Regions from separate parts of the Mus musculus genome. Here all the other regions are linked to region 2. A link is a contact called in public HiChIP or PLAC-seq data. All regions are on one chromosome and are shown on one strand. Each heading gives the region's core, a stretch centred on a gene start, on an enhancer-like site or on the middle of the called end of the contact. The rest is flanking DNA. Distances are from core to core; before and after follow the strand shown.

Region 1 (4,335 bases), core at 854-3,353, 160 kb before region 2:
CTGAAGGCAATTTCTCACATTGTTGTCTAGTGGATCACACTTAGTCACGGACAAGCCTAATTACCCCAAAGCAGTTACCAAACACCAGTGACAAGTTCTCTGAGGCCCTCCCCTCCACCCTCCACCTTGAAACACACACACACACACACACACACACACACACACACACATACACACACACACACACACATCACACACACATATTCTGACCTTCTCCGCCTAAGGAAGAATATTCTGCACTCTAAAACTGCCCATGAAGTATAGAGTCCAAGATTTCAAAATGATGCAACCACTTGGTAAAAGGGCCAATCACTTGGGTAAACATAGCCATGCCCTCTTCATCAATAACTGAGACTGGACTGTTTCCCAGGTCTGGTTTCTCCAAAATGCACAAAATGAAGAGGCTTGCTTGACTTCCAAAGGAAATGTCACCTGTTCAGCTGTTTACATGAGGCATGGGGTTGTCTGGCGGGAAATGGAATGCATTGTTTGAGCTCCCATCTATTTTAGTCATTCACATATCCCATTGCAATGCACGTATTTTAGTGTTATCTTACATTTCAGAAGGCTCAAAAGATGCATGTGTTATAAATAAACATGTGTGTTCTATATTCCAAATACAAACAAATACCAAAGACTTTTAATCTTTATTACATTTTATTAAGCTAAAATAATCAGGCTTTTTTTCCCCCTTAGATCTGAGCATGGCTTTTGGCCTTTGTGCAAGTGAATAATTGAAATGAATGCAAACACAATGTAATAGCAAGATGGTGTCCAAGAACTTCTCAGGACTGTGAGTGTGTATACGAAGTAGGTAGATAGATAGATAGATAGATAGATAGATAGATAGATAGATAGATAGATAGATAGATAATAGATAGAAAGATAAATAGTAGATAGATGATAAATGGTAGATAGATAATAGAAAGACAAATAGTAGATGATAGATGAATGATAGATGATAGATAGAAAGATAGATGATAGGTAGATAGATAGTAGATAGATAGATAATAGATAGAAAGATAAATAGTAGATAGATGATAAATGATAGATAGATAATAGATAGAAAGACAAATAGTAGATGATAAATGAATGATAGATGATAGAAAGATAGATGATAGATATATAGATAGTAGATAGATAGATAGATAGATAGTAGATAGAACTTTTTCTAGTTAAGTGTTTGCACTATTGGTAATTTATTAAATATTGTTCATTTTGGTTTTGTAAATTTATGTCTTCATATAGCTCAGGTATGCCTGCAATATCTTGCAATCCTGCAAGGTCTCGTGGGAGTTGAGATTCGTGGCGATGTTCTGCTGTTTGCTGCAGTTGAGTGTAGCCTATAGTGTTGAGCTGTGGATGAATTAACGGTCTGTGAAGAAAAACATCAGGTTCATTTACGATCACTTCTTTTTTAAGCTGAGGAGGAGGTTTGCACTGATCTTTTTTCATGTTTTTTCTTCTTCCTGTCACCCCTCCCACCTCAGAATGGAACAAGGACCCCGCACTGCCTGGGGTACTGGGTCTCAATACACTTTTCTGTGCTTCATTCTCTTCCCATCAAACTACCGCTAATTTCTCACTGTGTTCTGGCTTAGATTCTCCATTAAGGTCAAATTGTCCCCTCCTGCTCCTCCACACATGCCCTGCTCATTCATTCAGTTCCTGAAAAGGGCATTTATTGAATATTTGTTTTGTGGGCCAGGCTGGAAGGTAGAGCCTGAAGAGAAAATAGTGTGCAGTTTTTGTCTTCATGGAGCTTGGAGTCCAGGGTGTGAGGATGGAAAGACAGCCCATAATCAAATAATCACAGTAATGCACTGCATACCCAGGAGGGCCTAAGAAGGAAATCACTGTGCGTGTGTGTGTTTGGGGATGGAATGTGCATTGATGGAGAGGTCAAGGACAGAGTCTCAGAGGCCAGCTGGGCTGCTCATTGGGCATTTGCCAAGTGAACAAGTGGGGAGAGGGTATTTTGAGCAGAGGGAACATTCTGTACAAAGGAATGTTGTATCGGCTCATATTGCTAGTCTGTGGCTGCTAAACTCTGATTCATCCTCCTTTCAGACAAGCAACATAGTTCTTTAAGTCTAAGAGGAAACTTAGAGATGATTCAGCCCGTCCCCCTCACTTCACAGATGTGAAACCTGAGCTCTAATGTACTGAGCTATGATGGATCCAGCTTTGACCCATGGCCAATACCCCAGCAGGAATGTTCGAGCCATTCAACATATTGAGCACCAACCGGGGGGCGGGGGTAGATAGCATGAACGGTGCGCCAGCGAACTGCATCTAGACTGCTTTTCTTCCTGCGGGAATGTGTGTCTCTATGGACATAGCCAGAGATTAAAAGCAGTTCCGTGTCAGAGGATCTAAGTAGGTCTTGACACTCTGCCTGGTGACCTTGAAAAGGTTACCCTTGCTCACTGATCCTAAGTTTCCTGTTATGTGAGTCAGCATACTAATTGGACCTTCTTCATGGGTTTGTTATAAGGATTAAGTGTGATAACATTTGCAAGGCACGGGCACTCAATAAATCCCAGGGTTCGGTAATAAAGCTTTAATACGGTACAGGGAAGTTAAGAGATGGCGGAGCCCATAGTCAAATTAAAAAGAGTTGTATGACTAATTAATTAACATTTCAATTCCAAGGTCTTTACCTGATCAAAAATTAGCATATAATTCCTTGAGAATCCCAGTTCTTTCAACCCTGTGTCAGGCCAAATTTAAATGGAGAGTCTTTCCCCCCTAAGGTCCAGTAACCTCCCACACTCTAATGAATGCTAATTACTCTATTAGTATCATGCAATCTTTAAAACTGATAGGTCTGAATTGTGTCCTAGAAATCAAGTGTTCCAGAAGAAAAGGGAGCTTCCTGATCGTATGTGTTACACTCTCCAGCCATTTGTCTTGAGATTCGTGTCACTAGGATCTGTGGGAAACTGTGAGATCCCACTATCGTGGGACCCACTATGGTGTCCCACTATTTGAAGCAATGTGAAGGAAAAGATAGCTTCCATACTACTAAGAGGAACACGAATGAACAAAGAAGATGGGTGATAGCTGTGGTTTTAGGTAAAACAAAACAAAACAAAACAAAACAACAACCGCAACAAAAAACTTGAAAATATCATCCTTCAAGAGGGATGGGCTGTTCTCTAGGTAGCCAATGCTTCCCGGCATTGGTGGTTCCAGAAGATGTGAGATCCACTATCTTCATTCTGTAGATGAGACATTTGACACAGCTGGAAAGCAGACTGAGTCTGGTACTTCTTCTATACTATATACTATATACTATGTACTATGTACTATGTACTATGTACTATGTACTTTATACTATATACTATGTACTATGTACTTTATACCATATACTATGTACTATGAACTCTGTACTTTGTACTATATACTATATACTTTAAACTATACACTATATTATATACAATATATATATATTTATATTATACTAATCAGCCATCTAAATGTGCGTATTGGTCACCTACTATATATTCATTCTCAAGTCCCAGTGCTAGCTATCCAATAGTCAATAAAACCAAGATGTGTCTGTCTTAGATGTGACTGTGCTCTAGAGGACTGGCTGTCAAATCCTTCCCTGAGGTGAGTCAATATTGAAATCAGGGCAATAAAATTAGTCTTTCCCTTATGTGTGCTTCCAGGTCAGGAGAACATGAAGCTTCATTCATACAGAATGAATGTCACATTTCTCCTTATGAAAGTTAGGTAATAAATGTAGTTCTGAGTGCAATACATGGAATAAAAAAGAGCTGTGGATGCTGGGCAAGTATCCGCTGAAGCCACAGCTGTAATGCTCAAATCATCAAAACCCTTCAAGACAAAGTTACAGGGCATGACTTAGACATTTGCCTGGTTTTTATTGAATGTGCTCTGCAGGTCTAGCCCCCCCCCACCACCACCACCACCACCCCAACCTTTGACTCTGTGACTATCCCTGGTTTGAGTTTGGGTTTGAACAGCTGCCCAGCCCATCCACAGCAAATCAGTGTGGCGCTTGAGGAATAACTCATGGGCAGGCATTTAAGAGCTTGCACATCCTTCGTAGACTAGAAACAGAGAGAAGTAAGATTCCATAGCAACAACATGTCACTCTAAATCATGACTGCCATTTCATGAACAAAACGAGGATCAAAATAGAAAATATGCAGAGTGGGACCAGCTTAGAGGAGAGGGTTGACTATCTGGGGGGAATTCAGTCACCTGGGCTTGCTTATTTTTCCTAGGTAAGCTGTTAGCTTCCAAAAGTAGGATGGCTTGTTATTTGTAACTTCTTCAGTTTTAAAAATGAAAAATGAAAAA
Region 2 (4,337 bases), core at 305-2,804:
CATAGCAAGTGCTGAGATAAAATGTGTCTACCTGCAACATCCAGTCCTCACTCCTATTCCCTATTTTCCTTTGTCATTTCCTGGTAGGAAAGAGCTTCAATACTACTACTGTAAGCCCCTTGAGGTACCAGTAGCCAGGCCCCCACCCCCAAACTGTTCTAAGGGTTGTAACAACCCTTTACAACCCCCTTGAGATGCAGGCACTCAGACTGACCTAAACACACACACACACACACACACACACACACACACACACACACTCACACACAAGAAGCCCAAGATCAGGCCAAAGAATCACACCAGTCCCTGAGCTTTCTCCAAGGTCAGGCCACAGAATTCTACCAATACCAGGTCATCCTGGAAAGCTGCCATCCACACACACCCCCACCAAGAACCCTACATAAAGCCTGCCTCCTGCTCAGTTCTATGCTGTTCCTCTCATGAGAAGAGGCAGCCACCCTGTTATGTCTTTCTCAATAGATGTCTTGTATGAGATTTGTTGTGCAGCGTGACTTTGTGGTATACCTTGGCTCTTGACTGCCAGGATACCTTCCCCCCAGAGCTGTAACACTTAAAATACCATTTGTAGAAATAATAATAGTAATGGTAGTAATAATAATAATAATAATAATAATAATAATAATTCTTAAAGTATAGTCTCCCAATCATGCATCTGCCTGTTCTTTCTTCCTTGTTCTCCGCAGCCTCTGCTGCCTCCCCCTTTGTCTCCCTTGGCTCTGTTCAAATAAGCACACCTGGTTAGCTCCACCTGCATGTGTGCACCTGAATCCGGGCATCTGGTTAGGTGCAGGAGTCAAAGAAAACCTCACAGTTTCTGGCCAGCAAGCCTGGACTACATTAAAGTGTTTCTCTTGAACGATTTCCAAGGCACTTAAATATTCTTGGTTTCTTAAAACCCAGCCTTTCCAAACCTTCACTAAGACCTTTGTGCATTAGAAAGAATGAGACACCCCCATTGGGCCAACACAGATTTTGCCCGAGGAATCTTGGCTGGAGTTCAGTCCACCTTGGAGGTCACCCGGGTCCATTCATGCAGGCAGCAAAGTATATAACCCCATGAGGCAGGCCTACTTAGAAGACATAGTGAGGTCAGCCAGGAACAAAAGACTCTGACCTCACTCAGGAAGGAAAAGGATCCGGTTGGTATAGGGCTGGAATCACCATCAATACCTCCCCAACCATGGTCTTGAGAGATAGACCATGGACCAGCCTGGCAGAATACAAAGGGCCAAACAGATGTATTCCAGTGCTGTCTCCAACTAGCTATGCGAGCTTGGGCTTTCTGGCGCCTTGTTTTATCAGCTATAAAAGGAGGATAGAAATTTATGTCACATGGGGCTACTGAAAGGGTTAAATGAGAGAGAGCTTGGATGTGAAGCTGCTCTGTTGAATCTGCTCCCCACCCCCTGCCACCAGCAGATGTTAGTTGGCCACTGGCCTCAAGCCAGAGGCGGGGGCAGGGACAACCTGAGCCATGTGCTCCAGCTCCAGGCAATGTTGAGAAGCAGCAGGGCTCCTTCCTTCCTCATGACTCACTGCTGGTGACTAGTGAGGCTGGGAGGCAGCCCATGTTGGTGGGAAGGAAGTTACTCCCTAGATCCATGGAACTGACATACTGTAGAGGGTGGAGGATAGCCTGGTAGGCATGATGAAGCTCCTAAAAAATCTGTCACAGTTTGAGAAATAAAGAAAAACAGGAAATGTTATGGCAAATATCAAAACAATCTTTCTTGTGATGTAGGGACTTGCAGATATGGTTAGGAGCGGGAGTGTGGTGGAGAATTAGGAATTCTGCCTAGGGAGGAACATCTGTGATAGAAACCAGGTGTGCAGGGACACCTGAGTTCCACCTGGCTGGAAGTTTACTAAGAGTAAGGGAAAGGTCAGATGTCCCTGTCACACTACCTGGAGTTTTGTCTCTCTATATGGGGTAGTTCAATCTCCAAGGATTCTGACTCAGACTGGAGTCCAAGGCGATTTTCTTTGGTCATCGTGTGCTTCATGTACTTATCCACTAAAAGCTAAAGGCACACTCACGTTATCCCATTTACTATTGCAGATGCTAAAGTTACAAATGGAATCAAGAGAGGTAGCAAATTTTAATTAGTAATGGATATGCAAGGGTGTGTGTGTTTGTGTGTGTGCATGTGCGTACACGAACATGTATGTTTGATGTAGTCTTTTGACTGTTTGCCTATGTACAACCATTTGGACAAACATGTTTATTAGGCTCATCTGACCATATGTGTAAATATATGTAAGCTTCTACTGTGTTTGTGTGCATCCTTTTTCCCCAATAACTAAGGGCCAAGTGTAAAATGAATTCCCTCCATAGGCCTGAGTTATATGGGTATAGAAAGGGCAGTCACAGGCTGGCGAGATGGCTCAGTGGGTAAGAGTACTGACTGCTTTTCTGAAGGTCCTGAGATCAAATCTCAGCAGCCACATGGTGGTTCACACCTGTCTGTAATGAGATCTGACGCCCTCTTCTGGCACGTCTGAAGACAACTACAGTGTATTTATGTATTATAATAAGTATATCTTTAAAAAAAGAAAAAAGAAAGGACAGTCGCTGGGAGAGACTTTTTGCTGCAGGGATCCTGGAGCTTCTGAGCACACACTGCCTCAGCATCCAGTTCTCTTTATGAGTGGCTGAACTGATACAGATATAAGTGAAGACCTGAGGAATCAGGGAGATTATAAGTAAGAAGGGGGACACAGAGACTAGAACAGGCCAGAGGTTAAAGCTATTGGCAATAGTTGGGGGCTTAGAAATATAAAATGGAGAGGAGGGACCTTGATGCCCTGGTCAATCCCAGAACACAAAATTATTTTCAAGACCAAAATCATCAAGAAGAGCCTCATCTAACTTCCTGCTGAGTGGCAACCAGTGTTATAGATATTGATTTGAGTCTCCAGACACCTGCTAACGTGTCCAGGTTCTTATGACCAAAGGCAATAAATTGACCTGGGGACTCCTGGTAGGAAATAGAAATAGAGAAGATTATTAAGAAAGGAGAAGATTCCTAAGAATGTGAATGGGTCAGTGTGTTGGTGAAAAAACTGACACATGCTCCACTATGTTCATAGCAGCCTTATTTATAATAGCCAGGAGCTGGAAAGAACCCAGATTCCCCCCTCAACAGAGGAATGGATACAGAAAATGTGGTACATTTGCACAATGGAGTACTACTCAGCTATTAAAAACAATGAATTTATGAAATTCCTAGGCAAATGGATGGACCTGGAGGGCATCATCCTGAGTGAGGTAACCCAATCACAAAAGAACTCACATGATATGTACTCACTGATAAGTGGATATTAGCCCAGAAACTTAGAATACCCAAGATATAAGATACAATTTGCAAAGCACATAAGGATATTAGCCCCGAAACTTAGAATACCCAAGATATAAGGTACAATTTGCGAAGCACATGAAACTCAAGAAGAGCAAAGACCAAAGTGTGGACACTTTGACTTTTTTTTAGAATTGGGAACAAAACACCCATGGAAGGAATTATAGAGACTGAGACAAAAGGATGGACCATCTAGAGACTGCCATACCCAGGGATCCATCTCATAATCAGCCTCCAAACGCTGACACCATTGCATACACTAGCAAGATTTTGCTGAAAGGACCCTGATATAGTTGTCTCTTGTGAGACTATGCCGGGGCCTAGCAAACACAGAAGTGGATGCTCACAGTCAGCTAATGAATGGATCACAGGGCCCCCAATGGAGGAGCTAGAGAAAGTACCCAAGGAGCTAAAGGGATCTGCAGTCCTATAGGTGAAACAACAATATGAACTAACCAGTACCTCCTGGAGCTCGTGTCTCTAGCTGCATATTTATCAGAAGATGGCCTAGTCAGCCATCAGTGGAAAGAGAGGCCCATTGGTCGAGCAACCTTTATATGCCTCAGTACAGGGTAACGCCATGGCCAAGAAGTGGGAATGGGTGGATAGGGGAGTTGGGGGAGAGGGTATGGGGGACTTTTGGGATAGCACTGGAAATGTAAATGAAGAAAATACCTAATAAAAAAATTGTAAAAAAAAAAAAAAGTGGTGGGTCAGGACAGAAGGAAGGCAGGAGGGAGGGAGAAGAAAAATGAGGATGGAAGGAGGGAGGGAGGGAGGGAGGGAGGGAGGGAGGGAGGGAGGGAGGGGGGAGAGAAAGGGAGGACGGAAGAAGGAAGGAAGGAAGGAAGGAAGGAAGGAAGAAAGGAAAGAAAGAAGGAAGAAAGGGAGAGAGAGAGAGAGAAAGAAAGAAAGAAAGAAAGAAAGAAAGAGAGAGAGAGAAAGAAAGAGAGAGAGAGA
Region 3 (4,711 bases), core at 555-3,054, 150 kb after region 2:
TCCAGGAAAGTATGGACTAGGTACTGAGAGACCTTGTCTGAAAAAACAAAAATACCAGGTATGACCAGGATTGGTTTCTCCAGAAGATTATGAACTAATGTATTGTCTTAAGCTTCTGGTATTTCATGGACAGTCACTTAATGTCTCTTGGCTTATAGAAGCACTGGTTTTGCCATAGGGATCCTCTCTATGTGCATGTGGATGCCAGGAGTTACATTTTTTCTTCTATTTGTAAGATCATCAGTCATGTGGGATGGGAACTCACTCTTCCAGAGCAAGACCATCTTAATTGCATCAGCAACAATTCTATTTCCAAATAAGGACATATTTCTGGGGTAACAGAACTTGGGGCTTCAAAATATGAATTTTATGTGGGATATAATTGAACACCTACCTATCTTTGGTAGAAACATTACATGCCAAGATAAGCCATTCTATTCCACAAAAACCTTCTCTGCCAACAGCTTAACTTATCCTGCCAATCCCAAGGGTCAGTTTCGGTGGCTACTTCACCTGTGTCACTCATCTATCCAACTGGAAGCTCCTTTGATGATAGCATGTTTGGCATGTTTCCTCTGAGCCTGCCAGGGGCAAGGACAGCACCCAGTGGAGGCATCAGTGGAGGCCACATTGGAGACATCAGCATCAGTTCTGTCTATACTGAAGTTTTGCAAGTTATTGAGACAGTGTCTCACACCAGGATTGCCTGAAGCCCATACTGTCCCACCTCAGCCTCCTGGGTGCAGACATTAGAGGAATCATGCCTGACCTGGTAGATATCTGTTTATTATCTTTGGCATCAACTTTGCTTTTCTATTAAAAGACCATTTTCCTCCATTATTGAGACGGTTGGTGCCTCTCTGCCCTTTTAGCTTAGAGACAAGTTCATTTGTCCTCACTGTCCAGGTCCTCTCACTATCATTTTAAAGGAAGAAAAACAAAATGCAGCTGGCTGCGTAAATTGTAGGGGCAACAGAATTCTGCTCATTGTAAAAAAAATTGCAAAATGACATCCAATCGTCCTGTTAGAACGGAGTGGCAGTAAACCTGAGTGAAACTGAGGTAAGTTCTGAGTTCCAGGAAAGCAAACATCATCTATCGCCCAATGCTAGGGGCAGCTCTGCTGCCTGGGAATGGCTCTCCCTCCCTCCACTCTACTCTCAGAGCTTTCAGAGCCCAGTACAAACAGCCCTGCGCCTCTGCCCCAGGCTCAGCTGCAGAAATCCACAGATGCTATGAGATCTTTGTTTGTTTCTTATTTCCAAAGAGCTGACCTCCCTCCGTGTGGGGATTGGGCATCTGAACCATACATCTCTGAATTGGTGGGCATTTCACTGAAAGTGTTTGAGAATTGCTACACTTTGAGAGAAGAGGAAAGTTCAACAGGGCTTCCTGCGAATCACAGCCTCTCTGCATTCACTGACTTTCTCTTTCTGCTTCGCCTCCTTCCCCATCTCATGTCTGTGTTCATTGCTCCCTTCAGCTAGATTGAGATGTGGCTCATAAGAAGGGACGTTCTTCCTGTTTCCCCAGAAGAGTCATCTCTGAGTCAAATATCCCATACCTTAACCCTGGGTCCAGGCAATAAATCAGCCAGACAGCTAGAGTGTGGAATCCTGACTCCATAGTATTGAACAGCCTTTCTTTGCCCCTGGAGCTATGCTATGGGAAGAGGGTATTTTTCTGTTTCACCAGTGTTGGGGGACTTTCTAGGCATTTGCCTGGTCACAAAATGTCTCAGAGATGTCACACAGCAACCTGGGAAACCGTCACAAGCTGGTGGCCAGGATGTGGCATTACTCAGCAATCAGGAGATGCAAAGGGCACTGCTTAAGACACGGCACTCTACTAATGTAGTACAACAACTTTACCTACTTTCCCAAAGCTACCAGCGCCATCAGCACTCCAAAGCTCCCACCAGGGTCTCATTCTGAGCCACTTTTGCAATAAATTTTCTCCCAAGGTCCTCTTCTTCCTAGAGGGCTCTCTAACTCTTATGCTGTGTGGGGACTAAAGGAATCCACAGAGCCCTGAGCCTTGAGTCAGAGAACTTGTTTTATCTTCTGCAAAAAAAAAGATCATTTCTTAAATGATAAATGCTGAGTATTTTTAATAATAGTGTTATGTGTGGCATCTGAAGAGAGGGCTCAGTGGTTAAGATACGTGCTTCTCTTCCAGAGAACTGAGTTCAGCTCCCAGCAGCCATTTATCAGATGGTTCATAAACATCTGTAACTGTGTTTTCCAGGAGAATCCTATGTGGCTGCCTGTACTCACACACACACACACACACACACACACACACAGAGAGAGAGAGAGAGAGAGAGAGAGAGAGAGAGAGAGAGAGATACACATATATACATACCTGAAAATAAAATTAATCTTAAAAAAAAAAAAAAAGCATGGAACCCTGCGTTAGAAAGCATTGTAGAAATCTGTCTGTACTATCCCACGTAGAAAGCCATCGATAATGTATCCAATATAAATGTATTATCCAAAGTAGAAAGCCCATGTTGTTACCTCATCCATTCGAAAAGGAACTGCTGCTATCTGTGTTCTCACCACTTCTGTGGTGAGAAGGTCGCTATCTCCCAAATAATGGAATAATGATTCATTAGCTTTCAAGAATTCTCCCCATGATCCAACTACCAGGAGATCAAGGTCCATGTGTACTTTGCAGCCTGGCACATAGCTGTCACTCAATAAATATTTGAGTAAGTGAACAGTTATGCGAATGATTGAATAAAATACCCTAATGACATTAGAGAAGAAATGCATACTTCTAAGTCTCGGGAGAAATAAACCGATGAGAAGACAAGAAAAACACTAGAAGTCTTGATTTCCTTAAAAATTCATGCAAAATTCATGCACTTTGCATCAAAATATATCTTTCTCATTTTATGGCAAAAAATATGATGCTTTGAATTACTTAGCAGAGTACAGTTTATGTACACTTGGTGGGTTTGGCCCAGGCATACCGCCAAGTGGCCCTGGCAATGCATGCAGCCTGGCATGGGAGCCTCATGCTGAACGATCTCCACCTTCGCATCCTGTTATCCAAATCCTTTCCCATCAGCATCCTGCCCTTTGCCTTGCTCTAGTCCAGCCAGATCTGCTTTCCACTCTCAGGCAAAGCCCCCAGGTGGCAACAAGAGGTAACCTTCCCCTTGTCATTCTTTTTTTCTTTTATAAAACACTGGGTGAGGCCATGAGTAATTGGTCTTTTCTGGAGAAGGATTGATAATCTGTCTTTCCTGGAGCTATTACCAGGCTGGCCTGCCAAATGGACAAGTGTTAAGAGGAGAAAATGGGGCAGTGGCCAGGGTAGGAAGAGCTCAAGATAATGGAGTTGAGAGCATCAGAGAGGTCCTCTCCTGGCAGTCGGACCATGAATCAAGGCAGGCAGAAAAGAACAGCAATTCATAGCCCTTGTGTGCATCCTCTGCAGATGCTCCAAATAGCTCCCTCAATTAAGGCTTGATCTGGGCTCCTTGGGACTTATGCTGGAGATGCCTTGCCTACCCCATGTGGTGTGGCAGCTATGAAAGTATCAACAGAGTCAAGCCTGTCAATCCATTGTTGAGCGAAGCTTAGTCTGGGCTCTGCAGGGCAACCAAGGAAGAACAACTCGACTTTTGCCATCACTGTCACCTAATAGCAGAAACAGCCTTATCTGTGGCTCTGAATAAGACTGGACTGGACTGGTCTTCATCAGAGTCACTCCTGTGCTCTCAGCCTCCTCAGGAAGATGGAGCTGCACCACTCCAGATGCACAGCACCCAGTGCTTGCAAAACCCCTTGACATTCATTATCCCCTTTAATCCTCCAATCATCTTGTGAATTTTATTTTAGAATTAGAGAGTTAAGTTAGAGATGTCTCCAAGGCCATAGAGCTAGGAAGTGATAAGGCTGCTTGCGATTCAAGCAGAATTTTCTGAGAGCCTTCATTCCTTTTGCCTTTCATCTTACTCCTGGACAATGGGGGAAAGAGGTAGTTTGACACAGCAGGAGGGAAACGGCTATGGGAATGGTCCTCAGAAGGGACACCGCTAGGCAAGATGACACCAGAGATAGACTTGAGCAGTAGGACAATAGTCTGGTGATCCAGATCCTGGGAGTCACTGAGAAGGAAGGAGAGCTGTCTGCTGGACCTGAGCCAAGTGCACTCAGAGTTTTCCTGAGGTGGAGTCTGCCAGGCATTACAATTTTCAGGTGTGCGTGATGGTCTAAGGACTTGGGTGGAAGTGGCATAGTTGAACTCGATGGAATTTGTTTTGGTTTGGTTTGGTTTGTTTGTTTGTTTGTTTGTTTGTTTGTTTGACTCTCCCTATACAGCCACATGGATTGGACCTTGGAACCTCAGGTGCCCAGCTCTGAGTTTCCCGCTAAGCCTGTGATCTAGGTTTACCACATACCTTCCATGTGTCCATTCTTTGTGCCTCTCCTTGTCTCTTGAGCCCTCCCTTCTGCTTCACATGATTGGTGATGCCCGTCCCCCAAATTTACTAACTCTGCCTCTGACATATCTGACTGACTGTCCCATTTGTCTCAAGAACAGATGGCCCATAAGAAGTACCGCTAGCCATTTTAAGATGCACTACTTTTTTTTTTTTTTTTAAACATTCTACATGGAATTCTTATTTCTCAGTGTTGATACCTCTTGCATGGCTTTTTGTCCCAAGCTCCTTAGTTCTCTTCTGGTTTGATTTTTC

What was found. HiChIP or PLAC-seq counts read pairs in DNA pulled down with a chosen protein or histone mark.
Region 1: a contact with region 2 is called in a FOXA1 HiChIP or PLAC-seq map of pancreatic cancer cells. The contact joins two enhancer-like sites. A contact is called at or near these places in 6 of 39 promoter capture datasets (the 3T3-L1 cell line, 3T3-L1-derived adipocytes, epiblast stem cells and 2 more), 1 of 15 datasets of contacts at CTCF or cohesin (the NIH/3T3 cell line), 11 of 484 Hi-C or Micro-C datasets (the N1E-115 cell line, cerebellar granule neurons, cerebral cortex and 8 more) and 2 of 115 datasets of contacts at active chromatin or transcription factors (fibro-adipogenic progenitors and pancreatic cancer cells).
Region 3: a contact with region 2 is called in an HNF4G HiChIP or PLAC-seq map of pancreatic cancer cells. The contact joins two enhancer-like sites. A contact is called at or near these places in 1 of 15 datasets of contacts at CTCF or cohesin (the NIH/3T3 cell line), 4 of 484 Hi-C or Micro-C datasets (the N1E-115 cell line, cortical neurons and uterus) and 1 of 115 datasets of contacts at active chromatin or transcription factors (pancreatic cancer cells).

The regions. Positions count from the first base shown.
Region 1 is chr9:49,814,333-49,818,667 of GRCm38.p6, forward strand. No RefSeq gene overlaps it. Among named protein-coding and RNA genes, the nearest start is that of Gm25633, 9.5 kb to the right of the region's middle. Within about 2 kb of position 2,104, at least 40 of the 459 cell types and tissues checked have an H3K27ac peak or open chromatin away from gene starts, as enhancers often do. A contact at or near this core is called in the N1E-115 cell line, the NIH/3T3 cell line, muscle stem cells and 2 more, where this site is marked.
Region 2 is chr9:49,979,542-49,983,878 of GRCm38.p6, forward strand. No RefSeq gene overlaps it. Among named protein-coding and RNA genes, the nearest start is that of Gm25633, 160 kb to the left of the region's middle. Within about 2 kb of position 1,555, at least 91 of the 459 cell types and tissues checked have an H3K27ac peak or open chromatin away from gene starts, as enhancers often do. A contact at or near this core is called in the N1E-115 cell line, the NIH/3T3 cell line, muscle stem cells and 2 more, where this site is marked.
Region 3 is chr9:50,133,492-50,138,202 of GRCm38.p6, forward strand. No RefSeq gene overlaps it. Among named protein-coding and RNA genes, the nearest start is that of 2310003N18Rik, 97 kb to the right of the region's middle. Within about 2 kb of position 1,805, at least 8 of the 459 cell types and tissues checked have an H3K27ac peak or open chromatin away from gene starts, as enhancers often do. A contact at or near this core is called in pancreatic cancer cells, where this site is marked.